Linked DNA regions of Mus musculus: regions 1 and 2 are each linked to region 3. The links are chromatin contacts, called in public Hi-C and promoter capture Hi-C maps. All regions are on one chromosome and are shown on one strand. The core of a region is the stretch at or near the end of the contact, and the rest is flanking DNA. Distances in the headings are between cores, read along the strand shown.

Evidence for each region. Hi-C and Micro-C count contacts between places; a contact is called where the count stands out from the background. Capture Hi-C pulls out chosen DNA fragments and counts their contacts.
Region 1: a Hi-C map of CD8 T cells shows a contact between it and region 3, with 8 times the contacts expected there. The contact joins the promoter of Acox3 here to the promoter of Nelfa in region 3.
Region 2: a contact with region 3 is called in a promoter capture Hi-C map of liver, with 4 times the contacts expected there. The contact joins the promoter of Rgs12 here to the promoter of Nelfa in region 3. A contact is called at or near these places in 1 of 39 promoter capture datasets (cranial neural crest) and 1 of 9 other capture datasets (liver).

The regions. Positions count from the first base shown.
Region 1 is chr5:35,580,631-35,584,676 of GRCm38.p6, reverse strand. It overlaps Acox3 (acyl-Coenzyme A oxidase 3, pristanoyl), which reads right to left and starts at 1,643. Exons shown (of 19, transcript NM_030721.3): 1 at 1,543-1,643; 2 at 702-801. It overlaps 4931431C16Rik (RIKEN cDNA 4931431C16 gene), which reads left to right. Exons shown (of 4, transcript NR_045807.1): 4 at 1,103-3,450.
Region 2 is chr5:34,947,930-34,951,782 of GRCm38.p6, reverse strand. Rgs12 (regulator of G-protein signaling 12) reads right to left here and starts at 2,335. Exons shown (of 17, transcript NM_173402.2): 1 at 2,259-2,335.
Region 3 is chr5:33,934,332-33,938,526 of GRCm38.p6, reverse strand. Nelfa (negative elongation factor complex member A, Whsc2) reads left to right here and starts at 2,256. Exons shown (of 11, transcript NM_011914.3): 1 at 2,256-2,501. The coding sequence starts at 2,292.

The DNA.
Region 1 (4,046 bases), core at 394-2,893, 1.6 Mb before region 3:
TTGTACCCATAGAGTCATATACATGCACGTAGGTGAACACATAAAATAAATGTATGATATAAATATACGTCATGCATGGATATGTATACACATATGTATATGTATATCTCCCATACCAGGCACTATGTACACCATAATCAAAATACTTCTGAGGCAGAGGCAGGAGGATCAGACATTACAGGCAGTTTGAGCTACATGAGACTCTGAGTAAAAAAGGAACCTTTGAGCATGTTGTCACTCACTCTCACTTCTTCTTCTTCTTCTTTTTTTTTTTTTTTTTTTTTTCCTGAGACAGGGTTTCTCTGTATAGCCCTGGCTGTCTTAGAACTCACTTTGTAGACCAGGCTGGCCTCAAACTCAGAAATCCACCTGCCTCTGCCTCCCAAGTGGTCACTCACTTCTTAATTAGCATGCCACAATAGTTCAATGAGAAGGAACCATTTTTGTGACAACTGTGGAGAGGACAAAGTTCTCATACTCAAAAATCACCTGCCCTGGCACAGATTCATAGGTAATGAGAAAGTGAATTTCTTCTTAATTAAAAACATCGATGGCAAAGGAGCAAGGTGCTTTGGTCTAGATCCCAAAGATCCCAAGCCACATGAGGCTACCAACACAGCCACACTGGTGCAGATCAAACAAACAAAGCCCACAGAGCCAAGCTGCCTCAATAATACAGTTTACCAATTCTGTGAACTTACCGACCTGCTTTGTCCCCGTTTCTCAGAAGCAACGATAACTCTGCACACGGGGCAGTGTCTGCCACGTTCCTGGGACTCAAATCAGGCACTTGTGATGTTCCTGAGGTAAATGACAGTTTCATTATCACTGTTCTGACACAACTTTCCTCCAGTCCTTTAGTCTATTCAAAATAAAAAATTATGAGGCCCTAGTTTTGGTCTGAAGTCCTATATGGATGTCCCCTACAGACCAGACCCAACCAACATAGAGTCATTAACATCACACATTGTGTTATCAGACTGAAACTTTCAGGACACCTGGGAGATTGGTACCACCTGACCTTACGGTAAGGATTTCCTTCCTGCTTCAGTCTTACAACAAAGTAGCAGATGACCTGACCTTGTTTCTGTTCCTCTTCTAGGTCCCGCTTTTAAGAGTCAGTGTTATGTTGGCATAATGGACTGACCCATGATGCCAAGACTGAGTCAGGAGGATAGCGTTCGAGGGCAGCCGGATCAACTGAGACTCAAACGGAGAACTAAGGTTTCAGGTGTAGATCAGCGGTAGCGCACTTCCTTAAGAATTCGCTAAGTCCACAATGCACTTGAGAAGTATAAATAGTGTCCTGCCCGGGCACAGTAGGGAGCAGTCCTCAGACACTACAAATTCAACTTACAAGCTAACTTTGTTCTGTCTTGGGATACCTCCCGGCCGCCGAGCAGATTGTAAAAAGCTGCGGTCAGTTCGTTCTCCCGCTAGCGAGTATGATGTCAGGCAGAGTGCAAACGCCAGCAGTCACCCCAGCCTGAGCTCCTGCAAACCCTTCCTGTCTGGAATCTCCCGGGCCCGGCACGTCCTCACCTCCCGGATCCAGCTTGGGATTCGTGGTCCTAGTCAACCCGGCGTCTGGAGGACACTATTTATCAGGAATATCCTGACTTCTGAGGGCGGAGCAAGCTGGTGGTGCCGCCCCGCCCCACCCCGCCCCATCCCGGACATCATCCCTCCCTTGACTGGGGTTGCTGCCGGCTGAAGCCTTGCGTCATCATTCTGAGCCGCCCCGTCGCCAGGGAAACGCGGACGCTTCCGAGAGCTCAGCTCAAATGCGGTTCCGGGTTTAGAGTTTAAAGGATTTCATTCCGGTTGCCTTCTCCCGGGTTAGATGCTTCGGGCTTATTCAGAAACCGCCTTCGGTCAGAGCTGTCGTGTTTAGGTCCAGGCCTCTCGTGGCTCTGGGAGCACTTCCAGGAGAGTTGGACCGCGGATCCATTAAGATGCACTTTACTCAGAATTGCTCCTAATTTTCCAGATGGCTTCCTTGCTAGGCACTCCTAAATAGTGCTCGAGTTGGCAGATTCCCAAAGTCACTACAGAACTGCTCAGCGCACCCCTGGCTAGGAGTTTCTGAGCAAATATCTGCTTGTCCAGCCAGGACTTTCATCATTGTGGTACAGCTGAGAGGAAATGTGTGCCTGCATGGGTACAGCTGATACCTTTGAAAAGGACTAAAATGATGGATAATGGAGTTAGGGCCAGAGAAAGATGCTGAATTCCGTTTCAGAGACAGACTTAAGGCATTGGGATCAGACACAAGTGGACTCTGCCGCTGCCAGCTAAGGCTGGGAGCTGCTTGCCTTACTGCATAACTACTTTGTCCGCAGCAATTACTGCATTTATGGCTCTGACTCAGAACACACTTGCAGTCACAGGTGTCAGTGGGGCTTTCCTATTGGAAAGTAGGGAGTCCTGCACATGGGTCATGAACTCATAATGGAGAGGACTGACTCCAGAAAGAGGTCCTTCAATCTCCAGGAACATTCCCTGGTACATTAGTGCCTGCACACACTATACAATTATTATTATTATTACTAATAATAGTACTAATAATTATTAATAATAATAATAGCAAAGGGAAATGACTGAAGGGAGGGCAGCCTAAGGAATATGATTGCTCCCACCATAAACAGTCACCAAATAAACTCAGATAAACCAAGAACAAATGCATCCTTCTCACCTGGGGTGCAGTTGTCACAGGGCCTCCCACCACCAAGCAGGGGAACCTGGCAGCAAAGGCAGAAGACAGCAGCCACCAACCCTGGATGCCTTGCTCTAGTCTAGCCTAGAAGTTTCCGGAAACAGAGAAGCACTCCTACCCAGTCACCTTCATAGTGCCTGAACAGCTGGTAAGATTGTCTTCTGCCTTTCTGAAGAGTCTGAATGGGCAGTCAGTCTCCACCGGCATTTACAACCTGAACTCTGTCATTGCAAGGAGTCCTTGAGTTCACAGGGCTGCTCAGAATGGCCTGCAAGCATGCATGCTATTGTTTTTCCAAAGCCAGAGAGAAACAAGGTTTCCTCATTACAGAATTCACTCACTACAGAATTCATATGTATCTCACAAGTTCTGTCCAAGCACAGCTAATAAGTCAGATTCCTGTGTTAACATGAGGAAAACATTGCTTCCTTGGGAATTATCAGTTTAGATGAACTGTGGGGAGATTGACTCCCTAAAATTAAGGTTTTCCTCAGCAACAATGGCATTGTTATCTGGGCTATGTGATGGCTCATAGGCATAGGAGCAGAACAGGGGTATAAGGATTGTTCTATGGGCTCTTTGGGAAAGTGGGTTCTTACCCCCAAGGACAGACAAAATGGGTGGTGTCCCTCTGAGGCTGGTAGCAGTTGTTGGGTCAGCGTCCTTGGGGAAGGATATTTGTGCCGTGCTGTGATTTTGTTAAGAGGCAAACATTACCTAGATTCATGCCCAGGTCTCCTGACTCTGTTTTGTTGGGAGTTTGTTGACATAAATTAACTCCATTTGATTCTCATTCCATCTCCTTCCAGGAGTAAGGACTAGAGGAGACATTGTCAAGCAGTTGTGAGGGCAGGAGGAAGGGTCAGAGGTACTGGTGAGCTGGGGCCCCAAGACAATGGCTGTGGCCATGGAGCCGGATGGGTGGGAAGAGAACCATTGACTGGCAGTTCCATGGAGGATAAGTGTCGTGTCTCAGTAGCTAAGCATGTAGAGGACACTTAGAGAGCGTGGTCCAGACCCCTCCCTTCCAGCGTGCATGCTCTCTCTCTCTCTCTCCCTACCCTGCTTCTTCTCTAACAGTTCTCCAGTTCTCTGCCTCTGCCCATCTCTTCTTCTCAGGGCAGGCTCAGCAAGTTTGGATCCCATTGCTCCACTCTCTATTTAGTTCTACGGTAACTGGGTTAAAGACTTGCCCCAATTCAGTTTGATGGTGATGTTTCTGGCAATGCCAGCACTAGGTAGGAGGAGCACAAGTTTCAAAGCAGGCAGGCTGACATAACAAGATCTTGTCAAATCAATCAGTCTTTCTCAGCTCTGGCCTGGTTTACTT
Region 2 (3,853 bases), core at 1,086-3,585, 1.0 Mb before region 3:
CTCTTAGCCCAGCGGTGTTTGCTGCTGAGATCTCACTCAGCCCATGCTCTGGCACTACACTCTCCACCCTCCTGACTCAGCCTCCTGAGCGCTGGCTGGGGTGAGCAGATTTCGGGAGGTTGTAGTTCTCGCTGGATTGTGAAAGGAGTGGGGACTACCACCTCCCTAAAGAGAACAGGACAGATGGACACTGCATCCTCTCACAGCTGAGTGTGCATCTAGAAACACATCTACAGGGCAGTAAAGCCACAAACTATTGTGGTCTTTGGTATGCAGGACCCATGGGTAGATCCACGTGTCCCACCCTGGCGAAGGTGCAAGGACCAGGCTGTTCCTCAGCAAGAAGGTGAAAACATTCCAGGAGCTTTGCAGCTGTAAACTGAGGACTTTGGATCTCCTGGCAACCCTAAAAGTCCTCACAGATCATGGCAGAGAGAGGCTTAAGAGAGAAGAGAAGGCCACGTGATGCTGGAACCAAGCCCTGAGCCCTGGGATGAGGCCAGTCTCCATCTGACATGAGAAGGGAAGGAGAATCTCTCTGATCCCCAAAGGACATTCGGCCAGTGAGACCCATTGCAGACTTCTGGCATTGAGCCTTGAAGAGCAAACTGTTTAAGCCACTAGATTTAAGCTCTGTAGGAAACTAAAACAAGTGCTGACTAGTAAGTGTTTGCAGGGTTTCCAGCAAACACACAAAAAGAAAGAAAAGGGGGTGGGGACGCTGCAACCACCATCATGCACTTGCTGCCAGAGCAAGGCAAGGAGCCCACAACCAAGGCAGCCAGATGGGACCAGCATGCTGGGCCTGTCTCAGATACAGATGTCAAATGACAACAGGATTAGAAACACAGGGCTCAGCCTCAACCTCTCCTACCTCTGGGATCCTTGCAGGAGCTACTGCAGCAGCCAGGTCACCAGGCTCGGTGTCACCTTTGTGACTACCCACGCTCCCACCCTCTGAGGTTGTTGTTCTAAACAGAATGCAAAAAGTGAGCCAGCCCTTGACACAGGGGATGACCACAAAGTGCCTCATGTCACAAGCTGGCAACTCCACGATGCACTGCAATTTGGTCTACTCAGTATAAACCCTGCCTTCTGACTCCTGCGCCAAGACTGGCAACACACAGGCCACCCCAAGTCTGAGGGCCTTTCCTCAGCTCCGGTATTTGCTGATCTCCTTTGCCAGCTCTCCAGCCTTTCATCTTTCCTGTCAGAAGCAACCCTCCTCCTTTGTCCCACTGAGGTAGGTTCCAAGAAACTTCACAGAAATGGCCTTGCATCCTTTAAAGATCCATCCTACTCCAGAGTCTTACCTAAGCCATTCCCTCTACCCCGTGACTTTCTCTATCCCAGCAGTGTGCCTGAAGTCCAGATCCTGCCAGCCTGAGTACTTGGTACTTGTCATCCAGCCCCCCCCCCCCAAATAAAAAGATGTAACATTTTTATCCCAGTTTTTCTGGAGAAATTGTCCTGCTGACAACTGTGCTTTCTTCAGAAACTTTTAGAATGTAAGCAGGCCCTTGATTCACAATTGATTTTGCTTCTCTCCCCTCTCCCACACACCAGTTGCTTGATGTAGGCTCAAGGCTTCCTCACCAGGGCGACCTCCATCTACACTCCATCTGAGGCCTTTTCAGGAACCTGGGCCCCTCCATTTGTATTCTATTGGTCAAAGCCCCTCTGTTTACACTCCAGGGGTTGGGCCCTAGCTACACACCACCCCTTCATCTACACTTCACAGCTGAGCCCTTATTACACTCTACAATTCTGCGCACACACACACACACAGTCCACAGGTTTGGGGCCCCTCTATCTACACTCTGAACCCCCTTGTCTACACTTCCCAGCTCTAACCCCTCCAGCTATTCTCGATGCTCGCTCGCTGTGGGCTGCCCTGCGTTCTTGCCCTACATTTCCTCAGTTCGGGTCCTTGGATACGGTCTCTGCCCAAACAATGAGACCGCGGGCTGAGTTGGACATTAAAGTCCCCTCATGGCCAGCCGGGCCGGCTTCTGAGCCGGGTCAGATCCCGCCCGAGTCCGGTGGGCTGCAGCCCTGCGGAACCCGCACATCCGGCCTGCGCGGGACCCCGGCCGCAGCCCGCGCGGGCAAGTTCCCGGAGTCCCGCGCGAACAAAGAAGGCGCGGGCGGTGCCCGAGCTCGGCCCCACGGCCGCAGGAGGACAAGGCCGGGCCGGGCGGGGGCGCGCGCCAGAGAAGAAAGACGCGCGAGGAGGCGCGCCGGCTCCGCTCACCTACCGGGCCGCCGCTTGCTCCCGCCGGGCGCCCGCCGAAAGCATCAACGGTCACCGCCGTCGCCGGGCCGGGGGCGGGGCTCCGGGAGGGGCAGGGTCCGGCCCCTGAGAGAGGAGCTCCGACTCCTGGGGGTGGGGCCCAGGGCCTAGGGGGCGGGGCTCTGGGGGCGGGACCCGTGAGGGGCGGGTCAGGCCGTTGTGCGCTTCGGGACTCTGACCCCGCGGGTCCTGCTTCTGGGGGTGTGGCTCCTGGAAGGGTGGGGAGTTCAGCCGCTTTTGGAGGGTGTGATTTGGGCTCTTGGTGGGGCTCATTCGAGATTCACCAAGTTTAGGATTTTGGTGGAGTCAGGTTTTGGGGGACGGAGCTGGATGAGGGGATAGATCAGGTCGTTGGACAGCTGGAGTCAGGGACCAACGGGATCCGGCTTCTGGGGGCCGGGCTCCTGGAGAGCAAAGTCCGCCCTACTGGACAGTGGCTCGGGGTCAGGCGGGATCGGACTCCTAGCACAGAAGCGCTCAAGAAGTAGGGACTTGCCTGGGACTGAAGACCTAACGGAAAGCTCAACATCCAGGGCTTAAGGCTAGACGGAGGCGGGGCGGAGCATGGAGGCCGGGGCGGGACTTCCGCCTTGGTCCAGCTGAGGGGTTGAGCTACCCTACTAAATCGCAAAAGCCAGATGGGTTTCTTTTTTGAATGGTTGCAGAGAGCTGGGATGTGTGATCTTCTTCACGTGCAGAGAGAGACCACTTCGTCCTCCTTCAAGGGGCAGCTCTGAGACACGATGCATTTGTGAGGAAAGTTTCCCACCTGCCAGGAGAGGGGTCATCTACCTGAGGGCGTGCATTTGAGATGGAGAGAAATACATCAATCCTGTCCCAAGCACCACTCAGGCTATGATACAATAGTTGCACAAACTGGTTTTATAGTTCCTACGCCCAACCTTTTCAGAACATTGGACCTTGTCTACCTCAAGGAGACCTTTCTTTGGTGAAAGACGTCAAGGGCAGAATTCCCCTTCCCTTCCCACATTGACTTCCGAGCAGCCACAGCGTCTTCAGAAGTTTCATTCCCAGTTAGAAACTAGCTAAAGTACTTTCAGAAAACAGGAAACTGGGCATTTTACTTAAAAAGTTTAGACCAGGAATTCACTGCCTAGGCCCTCTTTTTCTCAAACACCAGCCCCAGCCTGGTTCAAGCTTCTTGGTCTTGAGATTAAATCATCATAAAAACCCCATAGCTGTAACCTTTAACACTCACTTCCTCCCTAAATTCAGGAAATGTAAGTCACGACTGGTAGTCCCTCCAGTGTTTCCAGGACAGTAAACCCTGTGTTCTTGTCAGTGTGCAGCTTCGTTTCACTGCATAGGTAGATGTATTGACTGTCAATGTGTCTTGAGTAGGAAGCCCTGTGACACTGAGGCCAATGGAGTAACAGAGCCCTATTTCTATGCATGTGGTACCCCCTCACACCTCTTCTCTCAGCCTGGCCTCAATGACCTCCTTCAAGCTCAAAATCTCTCTGCTTACTTTCTTGGCCCTGCTTCTTCCTCTCCTGTCTTTTCCCCCTTTAAACATTCATTGCTGATCCATTCTACAGC
Region 3 (4,195 bases), core at 1,007-3,506:
AAGTCCACTGAAGCAGCAAGAAACTGCAGCATATCACTTGACATTTTTTTGGTGCATTTCTGTCTATGGAATCCAACAAATGCAGATCAACACATGGATTTTGTTATCAAAGAATCCTCATCACGTGTCCTTTCACATGCTTGCCTTAGCAGAACACCCTTTCTCCAGTGTCTGCTTCAGCCAAATGTTCCTTCATGAGTCTGCCTTAATCTTTCACCCGTGTCCACTTCAGGAAAACACTCCTTCAGATGTATACCCCAGCAAAACACCATCCAGCATAACTGAATTTCCAAAGAACCCTCAAGTTTCCACTTCATTTTTGTAGACAGGCTTCCTTCATGTAGCCTTGGCTGTCCTGGGACTTTTTCTGTAGACCTGTCTTGCCTCAAACCTTACTGACTCTGCCTCCTGAGTGCTAGGATTAAAGATGTGTACCACCACACCTGGCAATTATGTGTAGTGGCAATTTTCAGAATTCTGATATTTTGCTTTCTTTAAAAAACACAGAAATATTATGTTTTTGTCTTAATATTAAGTGTGGGGATATGGGGCTGCTTTGTAGCAGCTGACTGATTAGCAGAGCCATGGTTTTGCCAGCTGCAGATAGTTTCTGTGTTTGTGTGGCATTTGAAATTCTGGGAATTTTTCAGAGGGTATATAAATGCTAGAGCCCTGATAAGTGGAGTTGGTGATTGTTAGCCATTGGGAGCAGGGGGAGGGGATTGTGGTTTGTTAGTAGCGGTGCTCAAAGAAGAAACTAGATTCAGGGATCTCTCTCTCTCTCCTCCTCCTCTATCCTTCCTTCTCTATCTAATGATAGAGGGTGAAATGGATGGGAGGATGAAGGGTGGGAAAAAGAACCCACAAAGTAGCAAAAACCTACTTCAAGGATGAGCAACATTTTTTTTTTCCAAGACAGGGTTTCTCTGTGTAGCCCTGGATGTCCTGGAATTCACTCTGTAGACCCGGCTGGCCTCGAACTCAGAAATCCACCTACCTCTTCATCCCAAGTGCTGGGATTAAAGGTGTGTGCCACCACCACCAGGCAAGTCTGAGTAACTTAAAGTGTCAGGAAAGACCACTCCACTACAGCTGTCACCAAATGCTGGATACCTGAGGCTCCCAGTCCCTTGAATCAGGCAATTCCACAGTCTCTTCTGTCAATAGTTGTTAATATAACCATGGGAAGTGGCCTAGTGAGTCTTATGCCTTTCCAAGTTTCCTCAGGCTTGTACATTTAATTACCATGCTAAGTCTTAAGAGCTGCTCTCCCCTCTTCATGAAATATTTCAATTAGGAGAAAACAATTTACATTTAGTTATATATTTTCATTCTGTGGCTCAAAATGGACTCAAACCCTCCTATCTGAGCTCAAATTCCAGGAATTACAGACATGAACCACCACTCCCAGGATACTTAGTGTTTTAAGAGATTCGTTTCACTATTTTGCACAGGATGGCCTCTACCTCCTCGGCCCAACCGATCCTTTTCAATCTCCTAAATATCTGTGACCAGAGTCGTGCCCTACTGCCACTTTTGCTGACACTGCCTTGTGAGTGGCCTAGGGCTTTAATCCCAGTACTTGGGAGGCAGAGGTAAGTGGATCTCGGAATTTGAGGCCAGCTTGGTCTACAGAGTGAGTTCGAAGGATGGACAGAACTACACTGTCAAGTTCTGATAAAGAGAGACACTACAGGGTGAATTTAGGCTTCTCAGCAGCTGTGGAGGATCAGCCTTTGAAAGACCGTACTCTGAACTACTTTGCAATTGCCCTGATGATTAACCACAGCCATCGCGACCACATAACCATGGGAAATGGCCTAGTGACATCCCCGACACGGAACGGACCTGTATGCGGACCTGAGGCAGCACTGTATGCAGGACGGGCAAGGGCCATTCAAGACTGTCTGTGGAGAACGAGCCCAGCGCGCTCTCCGGACTCCTTCCAATGAGCCGCACACCGGGAAACCAAACTGTTGCGCCTCACTGCGGTACTCTGAGCGGAACATCTCGACGACACACGGATGCGACTCAAATGGCTACGGCATTGCCCGGCGCCCTAGTAGGTGCCGCCATCATGCGTTACGGAAACCCAGAGTTCTTTTCGCGGAGACTCACCGCCCACTCCCTGTTCTTGCGCCTCGGCTCGAAGCCTCCAGAAGGCGGGGCCATTTGCAGTTGCACTCGAGACCCCGCCCCGCGCCAACGGGTGCCGCCATGTTGGGGGTCCTCGCCGGGGACACGTAGGCGTCCGCGTAAGATGCCGGCCGACGCGCGCTGCCGCCGCCAAGATGGCTTCCATGAGGGAGAGTGACACCGGCCTGTGGCTGCACAACAAGCTGGGCGCCACGGACGAGCTGTGGGCGCCACCCAGCATCGCGTCCCTGCTCACCGCCGCGGTCATCGATAACATCCGCCTCTGCTTCCACCGCCTCTCCTCGGCCGTGAAGCTCAAGCTACTGCTCGGGACGCTGCATCTCCCGCGCCGCACCGTGGACGAGGTGAGGACGCGGGCCAGCCTCTCTCCGGCCGGAGCACCGCTCCTGCCTCCCGCCGGCTCCGGCGCCGCACCTTGCCCTTCTCCCGCCGGCCGCGCGCAGCTCCGTTTTGGCGCCGTTAGCCCCTACACCTTAGTACTTCCAGCCGCTGGGCGCTGTCGCGTTCGGGGGTCGTGGGGCCATGGCCACAACAGCCAGGCCCGCCCCTTCCGCAGTGCTGGATGCTTCAGCTCCGAAGCTACTCTTGGTTCGGGGCTGTTAGTGCAACTTTCCATGTGACTGCTGACCTTAATTTTGTTGCTTTTGCCTTACCAAATATCAGTCGGCTTGCGTTCATCTCTATTCTGTGGCGTTTTGTTTTGTTTTTGTTTTTTGAGACAGGGTTTCTCTGTATAGCTCTGGCTGTCCTGGAACTCACATTGTAGACCAGGCTGGCCTTGAACTCAGAAATCCGCCTGCCTCTGCCTCCTGGGATTAAAGGCGTGCGCCACCACGCCCGGCTATTCTGTGGCTTCTTTTCAGTGTACTCTTGTTCCACATTGCATCTCTCTAACTTATACTATGCTTTGCAAATACATACGCAAATAATATATGTATAGTTTCACTGTGTAGCCCAGGTTGATCTCATACTTGGTATCCTCCAGTCTCAATCTCTGGAGGTCTGGGCCACTACATCTGATAGCAGCTAAAAACACCGAGTTACCTTAGTTTTTAAACATTTCCAGTTATTGTATTATTTTTATATCATTAATTTTTATTGCTGCACTATACCATATACACAAAACTGCATATTTATTCGGTTTAAAAAATACTGAGAGCTAGCTAAATGACTCCTGTTATCTCCACACATGAAAACAAGGCTGGTCCCTCCAAAGCACCTCCATTCCTCTTTCCTGCAGGAGGCTTTTTTTTTTTTTTTTTGGTTTTATTTTGGCAGGGTTATCAATCGTGTGTGCATTCCTAGCACACACGAGTATTTGGGGTTTGCCTCATTTGAATTTAATACGGCAACAGGTTTCCACGTTATATTCATTTTCCGTGTGGTGTGGGTGTGTCTTCTGTTGGTAAACACCTGGACAGATTCATCCAAGTTGTTGCAGACAGTTTGATTTACTCCGAATTATGGGGTTCCATTCTTCAAGCAGACAGCAAATGGACGATTAGGTTGTGGCTGGTTTTTCTCATTCATTTTGTGTGTGTGTGTGTGTGTGTTTGTGTTTTTCTGTTTCATGTTTGTTCTGTTGTGACTGATACAATACATGTTCATGTGAACTCTAGAAGTAACATTGGAGGTGACAGTAGGATTATACCAGGTGGCCTTTCAAAATGGTTTTATTGAATTATACTCACTAAAACAAGTAGGTCAGGTATTTAGATATTAGTAGGATTGTTTGGTTGAACTTTGTACTATTTGCTTGTTCTGCTGCTTAGCTTTCTTTTTGTGTGTGAGTTACCCATTTTGACCCGGATTGTCTTTTCTTTTCCTGACTTGTTGCTTTGGAGGAATACTCTTTAATTGGTGCTCACCACTGTCCTAGTTCCCAGCTATGGCTTAGCTTTCTGAATGGCCTTGTTCAGGAAGTACTCCATTTTTGAGGTGAGGTGCCTGTGGTCTCCATGTGTCTGTCTGTCTGTCTGTCTGTTTCTCAGTGTGAAGCTGAGTTCAGTTTTACAGGTGGCTGTGATGGTCCAGCACC